Regions from separate parts of the Mus musculus genome. Here regions 1 and 3 are each linked to region 2. A link is a contact called in public promoter capture Hi-C data. All regions are on one chromosome and are shown on one strand. The core of a region is the stretch at or near the end of the contact, and the rest is flanking DNA. Distances in the headings are between cores, read along the strand shown. Region 1 holds the start of Rab37 (RAB37, member RAS oncogene family). Region 2 holds the start of Cant1 (calcium activated nucleotidase 1). Region 3 holds the start of Fdxr (ferredoxin reductase).

What was found. Promoter capture Hi-C pulls out the DNA fragments that hold promoters and counts their contacts.
Region 1: a promoter capture Hi-C map of liver shows a contact between it and region 2, with 2.7 times the contacts expected there. The contact joins the promoter of Rab37 here to the promoter of Cant1 in region 2.
Region 3: a promoter capture Hi-C map of liver shows a contact between it and region 2, with 4 times the contacts expected there. The contact joins the promoter of Fdxr here to the promoter of Cant1 in region 2. A contact is called at or near these places in 2 of 39 promoter capture datasets (liver and pre-B cells).

What each region holds. Positions count from the first base shown.
Region 1 is chr11:115,151,040-115,155,854 of GRCm38.p6, forward strand. Rab37 (RAB37, member RAS oncogene family) reads left to right here and starts at 3,139. Exons shown (of 9, transcript NM_021411.4): 1 at 3,139-3,252. The coding sequence starts at 3,160.
Region 2 is chr11:118,416,053-118,420,583 of GRCm38.p6, forward strand. It overlaps Cant1 (calcium activated nucleotidase 1), which reads right to left and starts at 3,066. Exons shown (of 5, transcript NM_001025617.2): 1 at 2,878-3,066; 2 at 1,522-1,602.
Region 3 is chr11:115,274,107-115,278,692 of GRCm38.p6, forward strand. It overlaps Fdxr (ferredoxin reductase), which reads right to left and starts at 2,863. Exons shown (of 12, transcript NM_007997.1): 1 at 2,703-2,863; 2 at 1,973-2,076. The coding sequence starts at 2,781. Fads6 (fatty acid desaturase domain family, member 6) reads right to left here. Exons shown (of 6, transcript NM_178035.5): 6 at 4,521-4,586.

The DNA of each region.
Region 1 (4,815 bases), core at 1,889-4,388, 3.3 Mb before region 2:
TATGAGCTCGTGGTGGAATGCAAATTATGTCTGTGGTTTCCATGTGCTGAGAGACAAGCACCTGTCTGGAGTGAAGTGGGGGGCCTGTGTCTGGGAGTCGTGTAAGACATGGTATGCTTGTGCTACGACAGGAGATGAGTGTAATGATGTTTCATGACATGCAATCTAGTGTGTGTTTGTGATATGAAGCTTGTATGTTAAGGGATTGTGTGAGGTGTGCATGTGAGGCATGGCTGTGTTACAGTGTCGGTGTCAGAGTGTGTGACTGTGGTAAGACGTGAGATGTAAGCAGCTATGGGAGAGACTCAGGTTGTTGGGGCATGCACACAGTATCAGCGCAGAGGTCAGAAAGCCTTGGTGGTATGTTCTAGATCATTCCCTCTGTCCTGAAGGCTACATCTTATGATTCCCTGCCCTTGCGTGAGCGTCTCTTCTACACAGCCCCACTCTGAAGGTCCTTAAGGCCCTCGTGCTTCTGTCTGTCTCAGGACTGCCCTTGAACACACCACAGGATATTACAGCATCTCAGGGGACAAAGCATGGCTCATCCATACTTGACTGCCTGCATGCTGCAGGCCCAGGGAACATAACCCAGAGTTGCTAACAAGCATTGCCCAGAAAAAGGACTGAACTCTCCCCGGTTCTCTGTAAGAATGATTTTATCTCTGTCGTCTCTGGAGGTGCCTGGGTTGCTCCATCCCAAACCCATTCCTCTAAGGCAAGTGTAAGCAAGTATATGTGACCAGTAGCTTAGCTCCAGCTGTAGTGGCAAGCTTAGCTAAACCACTTTGGCTCCCAGACAGTTGCGTGCTTACAAGCAGAGCCTTCTGGATTCGCGAAAAGAACACACACACACGCACACATTAGCTTATTTTTGATATGTCTTGACTAGCTCAAAGGCTGGGCAGTTCTGATCCTCCGCCCAGCTAGCATACATTTCCCTCCGGTACTCCTGACTCAACGCCTTCTGAATCTGGGTTCTCTCTTCGCTGCCCTGTTACCTTCTGGGCCCCTCCCCTAGGGCTGCTTTCCCTTCCCACTTACATTTTGGACGGTTTCTCCTTCTGCAGCTCTAAATCTGACCCATCTCGCTAGATCATCTCCAGTTTTCTCCCTGGCTGCCGGCCCTCACAAATCCCCCAGGTCCCGCCCACCTCAGTTTACCTGCCCAGCCATTGGCTGTAAAGCAATCCTTTAATGCCAATCAAATCCAGCTGGGGGCGGAGACAGAAGGTCTGGGACCTCTGCCTTTGGGAGCCGAATTGAATTGAGACAGCGTTAGAACCAATCCCTAACACCAGCTAAGCCCTAACCTCTGAAGCCTTTGCCTCCTCCCAAAATAATAATGGAGCCAACAACACACACCAAAGTCCCAAACCAAGGGGTCAGTAGTATCCCAGTCGAATTCTCCCTACCGCTTCCCAGCTTCTCTTAGCTCCGGGCATCGTCCCTGTTCCTTGGAGTCATCAAATATTCCTGTCTCTACCTCTGGCTTCACGAGGCTGTCTTCTAGCCATTTGCTTTAAACCTTTCCCCATCACACAGTCACACTGGGTTAGGGGCTTGTCTCAGTTAATTTTCCCGTTGCTGTGATAAAATACCCGGACACAAACAGCGTGTGAAGAAGGGAAGTTTGGTTAGATTCCATCGAGACGGGGGAAGCCCCAGCAGCAGGAGCCTGAGGCAGCTAACCTCAAACAAGCAACAGAGAACAAGAGGTGTGATCTCTTCCTTTTCATGCTGCCCTCCTCTGGAGTGGGTCTTCCCACCTCGGTCAACCTAATTAAGATATTCCCTCACAGCATGACTCTAGGGCCTGCCAAGTTAATGATCAGTATTAACCATCACGGAACCCCTATTCCAGTATGGCCCAGTTCTAACCTACATCTCTAATGTTCCTGTTGCCAAGGAAGGCCACACACATTTTGGGTACCAGTGCCTAGGACTTCAGCATATCTCTTGGGGGACACGATGTACCCCCACAACATTAGTTTTCAGTGGACGGTGAGCAAGGGGCAAGCCACTACCCCTCTCCAATTCCCACCTCGACAAAGTCACCTCCATCCAGGCTCCGGGATCTCCTCTCAGCTGTCATGAAATAGTTCCTGCTGATGTACACAGCCATTTCCCAAGTCATAGTCACCCCAAAGCCAGCCCTCACTGCCCTCACCTAAAAAGTTGAGGGGCCCAACCCCCTTCCTACACCCCGCATCCAGTCCCCGCATCCTGTTCCTTTCTATACAGCGTTGAGATGTTGAAAAGTTGGCCCACAAGCTACTGAACCCTGGTATGTGCAACCCCAGATTCTCCATATCCCCCGTCATCCGGAGCTGCAGGGTTCCTGGGCTGTACTAGAAACAGCTCAAAACGACCCACGACTTCATGAATTCCTGTGGCACCCACTCGGTGGCTAGGCCTAGGCCTTCCCTGAATAATGTTGGCCCTATCTTGTCCCCTTGGAAAGATGGGCTTCAAGAGCTCACCTTCCCGTGGTGGGAGGACATCAGGGGCTTAGACTAACAAATGAGGGAGAAACATGGCAAAGAGCTCCAAGTGTTAGCACCACCCAGGAGCTCCCCAGATGGTCAGTGCGCTCCAAGGTGAGTGTCGGTGAAAAAGTAGGCTCAGATGAGCTGAGGTCTATCAGAACCGCTTGGGTGCTAGTCTCAGAATGCAACTTCCTGTCCAACATTGTTCAGGGACGTCCCCAGCTTCTTGCCTGCAGGTAAGTACCGGACTGTCAACTGGCTGGAGCTCGGGCGCGCCCTGCTGGCCACTGCATTGCCGCAGTAGGAAACCAAGCCCCACACCTTCCGCAGCTAGCTGGGTCTCCCGGGTCCGCAGCCTCGATGGCAATCTAACTTCACCACTGCGACCTTAATGGGCTGGTCCTGTAGCAGGACTCATTCCGTGCTGTAAGAGCACTAAACTAGGCTAATGTCTCTCAGGGGGACTGCCACTCCCTAGGGTGTGCATTCTGCGAGTCTCAGACGTCCTGGCTGGCGTCGTCGAGGGGATGGCGGGACGGAGGGAGGAGTCTATCAGGGTCCGAGCCGGTTGGTGGATGGGGAGGGAGGAGTGGGCGGAGCCTAGGGCAGGGCGGTTCCTCGCTCTCCCTCGCTTGCTTCGAGCCGGGCTCACCTCTGACTGTCCGGGGACATGACTGGCACACCAGGAGCTGCTACCGCTGGGGATGGCGAGGCCCCTGAGCGCTCCCCGCCCTTCAGCCCGAACTACGATCTCACCGGCAAGGTGGGTGGGCTCTGCGCTCAGTGCTGGGGACCCCCCAGGCCGGCACTTAGGGACATCCCTCCCGATGTCCTTTGCCTTAGGACCCTGTCCTTCCCTGTCTACACCCCTCTTCTGGAAGTGTCAGCTGGGTCTCTGGTCTGGGGCATAACCCCTGGGCTCATCCCAGTCTCTAGGGTTCTAGGCTGACCTCGGAGGGCATGGGGTAAGGCAGATCTGAAAGACTAAGACTCCCCCACCCTAGGAACAAAAACCCAGTTCCTTCTGCCACACTTTGGAATACTGGGAGACAGGGACTCTCTGAAGACACAGACAGGGCATCCCCGCCTTCAGAGGCATCTCAAGGTTAATGCCCTTTTTGAGCTAAGCCTCAAAAAGTGACACCTGTCACAGGCGTGCAGTGCTTTGGGTCCCCACTCAGCGGTACATCCCACCCTTCCCCTCCCCACTGCCTCCAGACATAGACTCACAGCTCCTTCCCAACACCCCAGGCTGCATGTAGCCAGCCTACAAGTCCACTTGGGAATTTTCAGAAGCTGAGAAAGAACATGGCAATTAGTGACCATGGCCCACTCTCCCCCTCCCCCCGCCCGGCCCCCCGACGACCTTAAAGGCAACTCTCTGGGGTGCATACATTCTGCAGGAATGCCCTGAATAAAAGGATGTCTGTCACCACCTCTCTTATTGGTGTCCTTGGCTTAAGCAAGTACATGGAACTCTAAAAAGAGATGCTGAGCCAGCCAGCCTCTTGCACTATTTTTCTACAGGGTTTAGGAGAGAGAAGTAAGAGCTATGCCAGGTAGAAGTGATGCCTGGTCTTGAAGGGTACCTGCCTCTTTCAGGGTCTTGGTTCCTCTCAAACACCAGATCTCACTCTCACTAGGAGCTTCACATCTCCACCCCCTAGGGTTTCAGGGGAAGCCAGTCAGCCAGCCTACCCACCCAGAGACGTTGAGATAGGCGTCCTGTGTGGGCTTGTGGCAGGAAATGGGGCTCTAAGTCCTCAGGGGAGGGGAGTTGCTGATGGCCAGCCCCCACCCCCAGGCTGATGGGGATCTCCTGACCTCCTAGCCCTGCAGGACAACTGAGCTGTTTACCTAGGAGGTGGCAAGGCTGAGCAGCTGTTTGTGTTTGGTGGACTTGATGGGCTGGGTGACCGGCTGCATCATTTGCTCAAGGCAGCTGTGATCTGTAAAGTACACAAATACCGGTATTCGCCTGCCTCCCTCCCTCCCTCCCCCTGTATGGCTGGGGCCCCAGAGCCATCAGAGTGCCTGCTGGGAGCACCTGCAAAATAGCTGACCCCCAGCCTGCCAGGCTTGGCCCAGTCCTGAGTCTGTAGCTGTGGGAAAAGAGCATGATGAGAAAAGATCCTTGGAGCACCTTAGGTCTGGGGTCTTGGGCACTCTTCTTAAGTGGTCCCCATCAATCTTGTCGTTAGTCATTGACAAGCTCCAGAAAGGCTGCAAAGGAACGAGCCCCACTCCCCCACCCCACCCCCACTTTCCTCCTACTATGGTGGGCAAGCCGATGAAAATTTCCCCAAAGCACACAGTAGGGTTTTTA
Region 2 (4,531 bases), core at 1,816-4,315:
AGAAGTAGGCAGATGCCCAGGCTTCCCAGCAGCCTCTGATGGCAGGGCCTTAGGGGGCACAGACCCGTGCACAGCCACAGGCTAGGCACTGTGACGTGGAATCTGGCTCCTGGTTTTGTGCTTTTGCCAAGCTCAGCACTGTACCAAAGAATTCCATTCCCCACTTAGACCAAGTGGACGGTCCAGGGAGATGAGGAAGAAAGCCAATGTGTGCTCTAAGGACCACAGAGGCCACTCCTCCTCACACTCAGATCCGACTCACAGCCAAGTGTGGCTCCGGGATCTCCGACATCTGCACCACACCCCAGGGTCACACACACACTGAGTCAACCTTTGTACTACTGGGACAGTTGAATTATTCAGCCCGTGTTTAAGTCAACTGCTCAGGAGGAGTGTGTTAGTGTCATGGGGCTGTAACTAATTACTGTAGACAGGGCAGCTGAAACATCACATACTATTATTTCCCAGCCCTGCAGGAGTTTGGCTTGGCCTCCCTGGGCAACACCCAAAGGCTGGTTCCTTTCTCAGGGTCTTGGGGAAGACCCACTCCATGGCCTCTGCCTCAGTCCCTGCCTGTGGTTCCTTCCTCCCTGCTCAGAACCAGCAGTACTGAGAGCACCAGGAGCTCTTTGCCTGAGCCAGTCACTCCCTCTTGCTCTTCTGCCTCACACTGTGGCTTTAAGGGTCCTGAGATCACATTGCCCCTTGGGAGCCCTCCCTGTTTCCCGGTGAGATATTTCCAGCCTTAACTTCCCTGGGCAATGCAGCACGCTCACAGGCTAGGGGGTGAGGTAGACACGAGCGTCTTGAGGCTCATTACAGTTCACATCAGTCCTTTCCCAGTGTGGGCAGAGAGGCTTCAGAACCCTCCCCGGCTTGCATCTGTGGCATCACAACGCTGCTGCTTCTGCTTAGTCTGCATCCCCAGTGCCCTGGGAGGGACTTAGCAAAGGAGCTGCCCTCCAGGTCAAAGTGATACCCCAAACACAGCATGCCTGAAAACACAGGGGTTTGACAATCCCAGTCCAACCCAGACCAGAACTCAATTCCAGAATACACAGTTGCACCCTTGGACACAGCCCACACTGTCCCAGAGCTCCCCCGCCCCCGCCCTGTGCTGGCTGGGGGACAAGGCAAGACCCTCAGAACCACCCTGATGGCTCTCAGCTCACGCTCACCTGCACTTTACTGCTCACAATTGCTCACTCTCAATGCACGGGAGCTGCCTTGAGTTTCTATTTCATTGCATGTGGACTTCTCTAGGATCAGGGTTATTATTAATTTTTCCTAGACAATCTGTCTTGTGTTGATGAAAAGAAAAGCCAATATAAAGTCTTTAAAGTCAGTATACAAGGTTTTAATTCCTTCAGTGTTGGCATTTAAGACAAGCTTTCCAGAAATTCTCAACACTCACTGGCTTCTAATAGGTATTTTCATGCCTCTTGACAGAGAGGGGAAGGAGTGTGGACTGCCATCCACTGTCCTCAAAGGACAGATACTAACACGCACTGGAACACCTACCTGTATGGCCACGGCGAAGACAGCCACACTGCGAAGGATGTTCCAAGGCTCAGGTGACAGGGTCGCACGTATCTGTGGGAGCTTCATGGGCACACATGCCACAGTCAGGTGGGTGGCAACGGGACACCTGCCTCTTCCACTCTCTAGACCTCTCCTCCTGTCCCCGCTGCTCAGCAGGCAGAGGATGTCATGCATTCCTGGACACACTGGTGCATATTACGTGGTAAAGGGGACTGAGGGACAATATGGTCACAGTACATGGTCCATTCAGTTGCAAGAAGCATTTACTTTTTTATAACAGGTCAAATGGAACAAAGAAAGCAAGAAAGCACACAGAATTCTGTCTCTAGCCAAGCAAAGACGCTCTGGGCTCTATGTGACAGAGATCCCTTGTCTTATCCAGAAGGAAGTAGGCTGTGCTCACGGGTTCCAGCAAGACTGCTAGGCCGAGGTCTAGGGAGCAGCTCAAAGGAGGGCCTGTAGCCCAGTCCAGAAGGATGGTCCTCAGACAAGCCCCAGAGGGGCAGGGAGAAGGAGTTCCCAAGGCAGGGTCTGCAGTACATGCAGGACAGTCTTGGGAGCTTGTAAGATCTAGTCAGTCAGGCCCCACTGACACCGTGAGACCAGGTTCCCAGGTCTAAGCTTTGTCCAGTATATAGACCTGAGATGGAACTGGGAAATGAAGCTGGTTACTGAGGCACTCCCGAGTGACTGCAGAAAGGTGCTTGGGTTTACTGGAGGCGTATGAATGTCACAGGTGCTAGGGGCAGGAAGCTCTGTAAGGATGGACCAGGTGATGCCCGACTTCGAGGCTGGGAGAGTCTAGCCGAGATTAGGGTTGTATGTGCAGAAAGGGACTAGGGGGTGTGCAGAAGAAGCAGGGGGTGTCGGTAGTCGGGTAGTAAAAAAGGATAGTGCACTATGCTGCCTAGGGGGAAGGTCCAATCTTAGATGACAGCAAGAAGAGCCAGGACAGGAGCAAGGAAGTGGGCGGTTACAGGTGAGGATGGGGTGCGTAGGTGGGTCTGTTAGAGAGGTGATCAAGTGCCAAACTGGAGAGCCCGTGCCCAGGCCAGGCAGGGAGGGAGGGAAGGTACTGTCGCTAGGGGCATTTGAAGCATGCTAGTCAGAAGAGGAAGAAGTTTCGCACTACTTCAGCACGGCACCCTCATCAGAAAGGGGAGGTCTCCCACACAAGCCAGAGGGGGAAAGACGTCTGTCTGTCCGGCACCCGTCACAGCCTAGCTGCGGGGGGGAGTTTGAGGTGCCTGGGGCCGGGCCGGACGGATGCGGGTGGCAACAGGCCCCAGAACACAGCGAGGGAGGGCACCCGGCCGCGGGCGCACCGTCACTCACCCACTGAGGGCCTGGCTCCGGAGCCTGCGGGCTGCCGCCTACCTGCGTAGGGCCGGACAGGGCAGGCGGCCACTTCCGCCCCGCCGCGCGCTCCCGGCAGTCTCTGTTCTGCGCCTGCGCCTCACTCTGGCCGCGCGCTCCCGGCAGCCTCTGCTCTAAGTGTCTTCCTGCGCCGCACTCTCGGTTGCCTACAGCCACGTCTTCCCGGCAGCCTTTGCTCTATGTGTCTTCCTCTACTCGCCCACCCAGTCTCTGCTCTGCGCCTGCGCACTGAGCGCCGGGCTGCTGGGAATCGTAGTTTTTCGCTTGAGCTTGTAATTGAGGCGCGGAAATCCAGCAAAGGAGTTGTCTGTCGTTCCCCAGTTAAGCTTCAGGGTTCTTTGCCTGGTCCCCCCGACCTTCGTCTCAGGAAGTTTAGAAGTTAGGACTCCTCTCTGCCGCCCTAGTCCTCAGACCCTCTTCTGAGCAGTTCCAGCTGGTCATAGCCAATGCTGACCAGATTCCACAGCAGGACCAGAGGATGGTGGTGTGTTCCCGCCGCCGACTGTAGTCAATAGCCCTTACAAACGGAGGACCCCGGTTCATCTTTTCCCAGCCTGCCTTGCCCTGAGCTCTGTGCTGTGTGATACCGGCTCAGTCCTAGACAGTGGTGGCATGTAAGGACTTTAAGAGGCCCTCATCAACCATGGAGAGAGTCAGCCCTGCCTCCTGACTTCAGCCTCATCCCTGAGTCTCCCAAAAGCCTTCTGGGAAGTAACCGATGCACAGTTGGGACGAATTCAAAATATGTAACCCAACACGGTGAAAAACAACCCTTTCTTCCACCCCTTTTTGTCCTCTGGGACATACACTAACTAACGTTAGAATATATACTAAATTACATGTGAAAAATAGAAATGTGCTGGGTTCCCTCTTCTGTGCTTGGGTTGGCAGGCCATCTTTCTTGAATTCTCTGATGTTCGTGTCAGACCAAACCAAGTCCCAATCAGCCACCTTCTATTTGTTACAGCTTCTCCACTCGGAATAGCAGATTGCTCGTAGGATTTTTAAAGCACTCTAGGTATTCCTTCCAATTCCCAGCTCCTCTCCTTACACCTGCAACGGGAGGCATGGTCCCGAATACTGTGCTCATCTTTCTCAAGCCTTCCTTTGCAGACAACACATAGCTGTGCAACTCTAAATAATACATTGCTCAGTTCTGCCCAGCTTAACCTTTATGAGAGATGGCAGAGTCGGTGTTCCAGGGGCGCGCGCGCGCGCGCGCGCACACACACACACACACATACACACACACACAGAGAGAGAGAGAGAGAGAGAGAGAGAGAGAGAGAGAGAGAGAGAGAGAGAGAACACGCATCTGTGTGGGTTTATATATTCACAGGTGCACTTGCGTTCCCCTAGAGGCCAGAGGACAACCTCGGTTTCTGGATGGCCTGGAACTGGCTGAGTAGGCTAGCCTGGCTGGCCACTGAGCCCCAGTGAGTCCCAGGAAGCTCTAGTACCCCTTGCACCAGGATTGCAACACCACACCCATCATTTTCGTAACATGATTTCTGGGCAGTGGATTCACCTCTGTGCTTGCAAGTCTATCACTTTGCCAGCTGAGTTTTCTTCTCAGCCCTGTCATATCTTTTAGACGGTGTGCAATTCTTTT
Region 3 (4,586 bases), core at 1,613-4,112, 3.1 Mb before region 2:
GCTTCCTTGCTTTTCCTTCCTTAAATGTCTTTTTTTAAGTTATCCATATGTGGGGTGCAGAGAACAGCACCCAAAGAGACCAGAAGGTGGGTTCAGAGCCCCCGGAGTTATAGATGGGTGTAAGCTGCCTGTTGGGAGTGCTGGGAACCGAACTCAGAACTTCTTCAAGAGGGGTCGGTATGCACTCTTAACCACTGAGACATCTCCTCTCTCCCCATTTGCTCGAGATGACTCACTGAGGCCTGTTGCCTATATCTGTGAGTGTCAGGATCTACCCCCAGCCCCCAGGGAGTTTGCTTAAAACTGCTGATTCTGAGAGTCCTAGTCATAGAGTTTGGTTAAATCTGAGCTGAACCCAGAAATGCTTATTTAGATAAAACCGCTCCAGCAGGGAACATGGAGAGCGTCCAAAGAAAGCCACTCAAGTCTACAACGTGGTCAGTGGTCTCTGGGTACCTTGTGATCTGGGCCCTCACCTCTTCACCCCTCAGATACTCAATGGCCTTCTGGAATAGGCTCTGGAATGATGGCTCAGGGCCACTCTCCTTCCTCTGGCCTTCATCCACATAATTCCTCATTCTTGAGGCTATTTTATTCTCATATGCTCCATAAAATACAGTTTGCACACCTCTCCCTCTAGACTGGGCTAGGGGTTACCCCTAGCTTAAGCCCTAAAATACCTTGTAAACCAGCCTCCTCGAGCTACACTGTCAGGTCCATAAACACACCCGCGTGCCTGCAGGTCAAGATCCGCCCACTGAGAAGACACAAAAAGCCCTGCCTTCTAGATCCTATTCATTCCCTCAACCTCAGTGCCCCTTACAAGTACCCTCCCTAATACCAACCACACCACCCACATACCCACCCCAACCCTGAGAACCCCTGGGTCTCCATCCCAGAGCCCAGGCTGTCCTTCAGCAGTGGCCTTGCACTCCAGGCTGACTCATGTCGGAACCTGGGAGCTTGCTGAAGCCCAGACATGACCTTTGGTGCTTCTCAAATATACATTCTCTAGGGACAGCTTCTGGTAGCGCTGACCTGTGTAGATCATGGTATGTAGCTGCAGAGTCATGCATAGGTCACTTCACAGCAGAGGTCTCCATGAGACCCTCCTAGTGTCAGCTCCAGGTAAACCAGGCCACTGGGTCACTCTGCCTTTCAAACATTTGTATGTGATATCAATATAATCATCGTTTTTTCTTCTGTCCCGTTGGTATTACAAGCCCCTCTAAAGTTCAGACACTGTCTTGTCTCAGTCAAGCTCAGTATTCCTTACTTTTTAAAATTACTTATTTTATCACTTTTAGTTATGTATGTTGTGTGTGTGCAAGAATGAAGGGCCAAGCAGAGGCCAGAAGAGGACATTGGGTTCCCTGGAGCTGAGTTGTGAGCCACTGTGTGGGTGCTGGGAACCCAACTCCCATCTTTTGGTCCTCTGTGAGACCATAAACACTCCTAACCACGGAGCCTTCTCTGCAGTACCCCGCCCCCTTCCTCTTTTGCTTTAAGGTCTGAGACAGAGTTTCCAGTACATCTGGCAACCTTGAGGCCCTGTCTGGCAAGACTAATACTGAAAGCTTTGAGACCTTGGCCTTTGTGGAAGAGAATGGTCGTGGGGAGGGCGCAAAGCTGCAGACAAGATTGCCTTGAAATATAAAATGCTGGAGATAAAGAAGCGTAAAGATAAGGGGAGGCGAAAGCCATCCCATTAGACTGAAAAAGACTTCCCTACAAAGCAGAAGACAGCTGCCCATCTGTCCCCAACCACCATCCATGGAACAAATGCATGTCTCTCACAGCTGAGGACCTAGGGCGCCTCAGCTATACCTGTGGAATCAGTTAGAAAGAACACAGCTTACATTAGTCAAAAGCCCCTTCCTTGTCAGACAAACCAAAGGGCTGGAGCCTACCCCCAGAATTGGGACAAGAAATGAATGGTAAGAAGGGAGCCTGGAAGGAGTGCCTCGCTTACCTTTAACAAGTGTTGGGCTGTGTAGAAGCCAGCTGGGCCACTGCCGACCACACAGATCTGAGGGGTCTTCTCCTGTGTGGAGAACTTCTGGCAGAAGCCTGGGGCTAGGTAGAGCAGGGGACAGCAGGGTCAAACCAACACCCTCCTACCACCCCAAACCAATTCTGTCCAGTTGCACCTTGCCTTCACCCTCACCTGCATCTTCCTTTTTCCGTTCCTCAAAGCTTCACCATTTCATCTGAATGCCAGAGCTGTCTTTATCCAGAACCCCATGTCTCACCCATGAACAATAACAAATAATCTGCCCCAGACCCCCTTATCCCCCAAGCTGTCCTGCACAGCACTATCTTTCTTGAGAGGTTCCTTATGTGATCTCATGTCTTCATATGCCCATCACGTTTCTATTTTGCTTTTTTCTAGCCCTTCTTTCCCCCACAGAACTCTATTGCTCATCTCCTCACCTCGAATTTGCCTGTCACCTCCGTTCACCTCGTATCACACATAAAGACCTCATGGTCTATCCTTTTAGCCTTTACTGAGCTGTCTTACCCAGGACGCCTTACATCTCTTTGCACAGATCCTCCCCTCTCCATCACTCCCATTTCTCCCGCAAGAGCAGACACGTTCAGCTTTGCCCCTCTCCAGCCCCGCCTCAGCTCTGCTCGGACCCCCGCTCTTGATCACAGGCCTCCCCTCGCCCTGGTGCAGCCCCCAAGAGCCCTGCTCCTACTCGGAGTGCTCCTGGAGGGAGACGGCCGAAGCCCAGACCACGCGGACCAGCGCCACCAGTGCCAGCAGCGAGGAGCCATGGCTGAGAAGTGCAACCAGCAAGCGGAAGAGCTAGCAATGACTCTAGTGCTGAGCGCAGGTCCAGCAGCCCGCCGAGGACGCTCCTCTGGACCCGCCCATCACTGGAGCCCCGCCCCAAGCCTCGCCTCCCGCTTGCTTAGAAACATCAACTTGGAGACTTCACCAAGATTTCCGAAATAACCACGCCCCCAAAGAGAACCATGCCCCCATCTCGCCAAGGCCCCGCCCCCAGAACGTCCAATCCTCAAAAGCTTATCAAATTTCTCCGGTCTTCCTAGTACCTCCAGATGCCGGAAGTCTAGATTTGAAGAAACGCGAATCCCCTATGCTGTTTCAGTTGCTCTTGAAGAAGGGAGCCAATTGGAAAGGAGCTTACTTTATGTAAAGCTTGCCGCTCGCTGATGACGCAATGCCCCGTTGTCGTTGTTTGAGTGATTTTTGTATCAGCCAATCAGAAGGCCAGAGCCCGGAAGTCTCGTGTATCCGCTATTCTTGACTCCTCGATTTTTAAGTCTGGATGTTGAACTGATGTAGCCTCAAACAGCTACTTGTGCGTGTCAGAGAAGGACAAGTGTTAAACTCTCAAGAGCTTATTTCTAGTCACCCTCTTCCCACGATGGGGGAGGAAACACGCGAAGAAGTTCCCCCTCTGGCACTGAGACCAGAGCCCGACCTTCGACCCTGGTCCGACAGTACAGGGATCAGGGTGAGACCGTACCTTAGGGGGCACCCAAAAGCTCAGTAGTCAAGGTAAATCATTCATATTCCATGTTTTAAAAGAAAATTGATGCAAAGCCTAAAATCAATATCTTTTAAAAGTTTTTTCTAACATTTATATATTTTATTACATTATTTATGGGGGCCGGTGTACACTTGCCACAGCGTTCGCGTGGTGTGTGGTAGTCAGAGGACAGCTTATAGGAGTTGGTTCCCTCCTCTACGTGAATTCCTGGGTTTCAGACTCATTTAAGGCTGAGGGCAAGCAACTTTACCCTCCAGCCGACCCACACATGTTTTCTACACAAGAACAGGACCTGAAGAAGGGTGAATGCTTAATGTGCACATGATCCTGGTTTCGATTACACCACAAAAAATATAATTAAAATAAGGGCAGGACCCATTGTCACCTCTAACCAGACAAGCCCAGTGCTTCTCTGAGAGTCCTTCTCCTTCTTGGAAGACTAACCTGTCATCCTCACAACATCTGATTCTTGTTTATTCTTGTTGAAGATTGAACCCAGGGACTTACAAAATTGCTCTACGTTTTAACTGCCCCCTGCCTCGCCCCGCCCCGCCCCGCCCCTAGCTGAATCTTCTATTCCATAATTCAGGTACAAAGCTAGCCTGGGCTGTATACAGAGTGGCACCTGATCTCACAAAACAGTATGCCACTTGTTTTGTGAGAGGGAAATGGCAGTAGGAACGTGGTCATACCAATGGAAACTGGCTTGACTGACCTGACTGTAATCTGGAATTCTTGGGCCAGATGAACGGCTAGGTGACAGCTTGGTGAACTTCATGCTGAGTCAGTCCATTTCAACTTTCAGGCTGGTCTGCTGGAGCCTTGTGTAGGAGCTTAATAATCCAGAAGTTTCCCCTGTTTTGTATTTCATATTTTTTACACTATTTTAAGAATGTTTTTAGCCATGCTGCGGTGGCACTGGGGAGGCAGAGGAGGGCAGAACTGTGAGTTCGAAGCCAGCCTGGTCTACAGAGAGAAGACAAAAGAACAACAACAAAAATGAAGGTTATTTTTAGTTGAAGTTTGACATACAGAGAAGTGCATTCATTCCCACCATAGTTG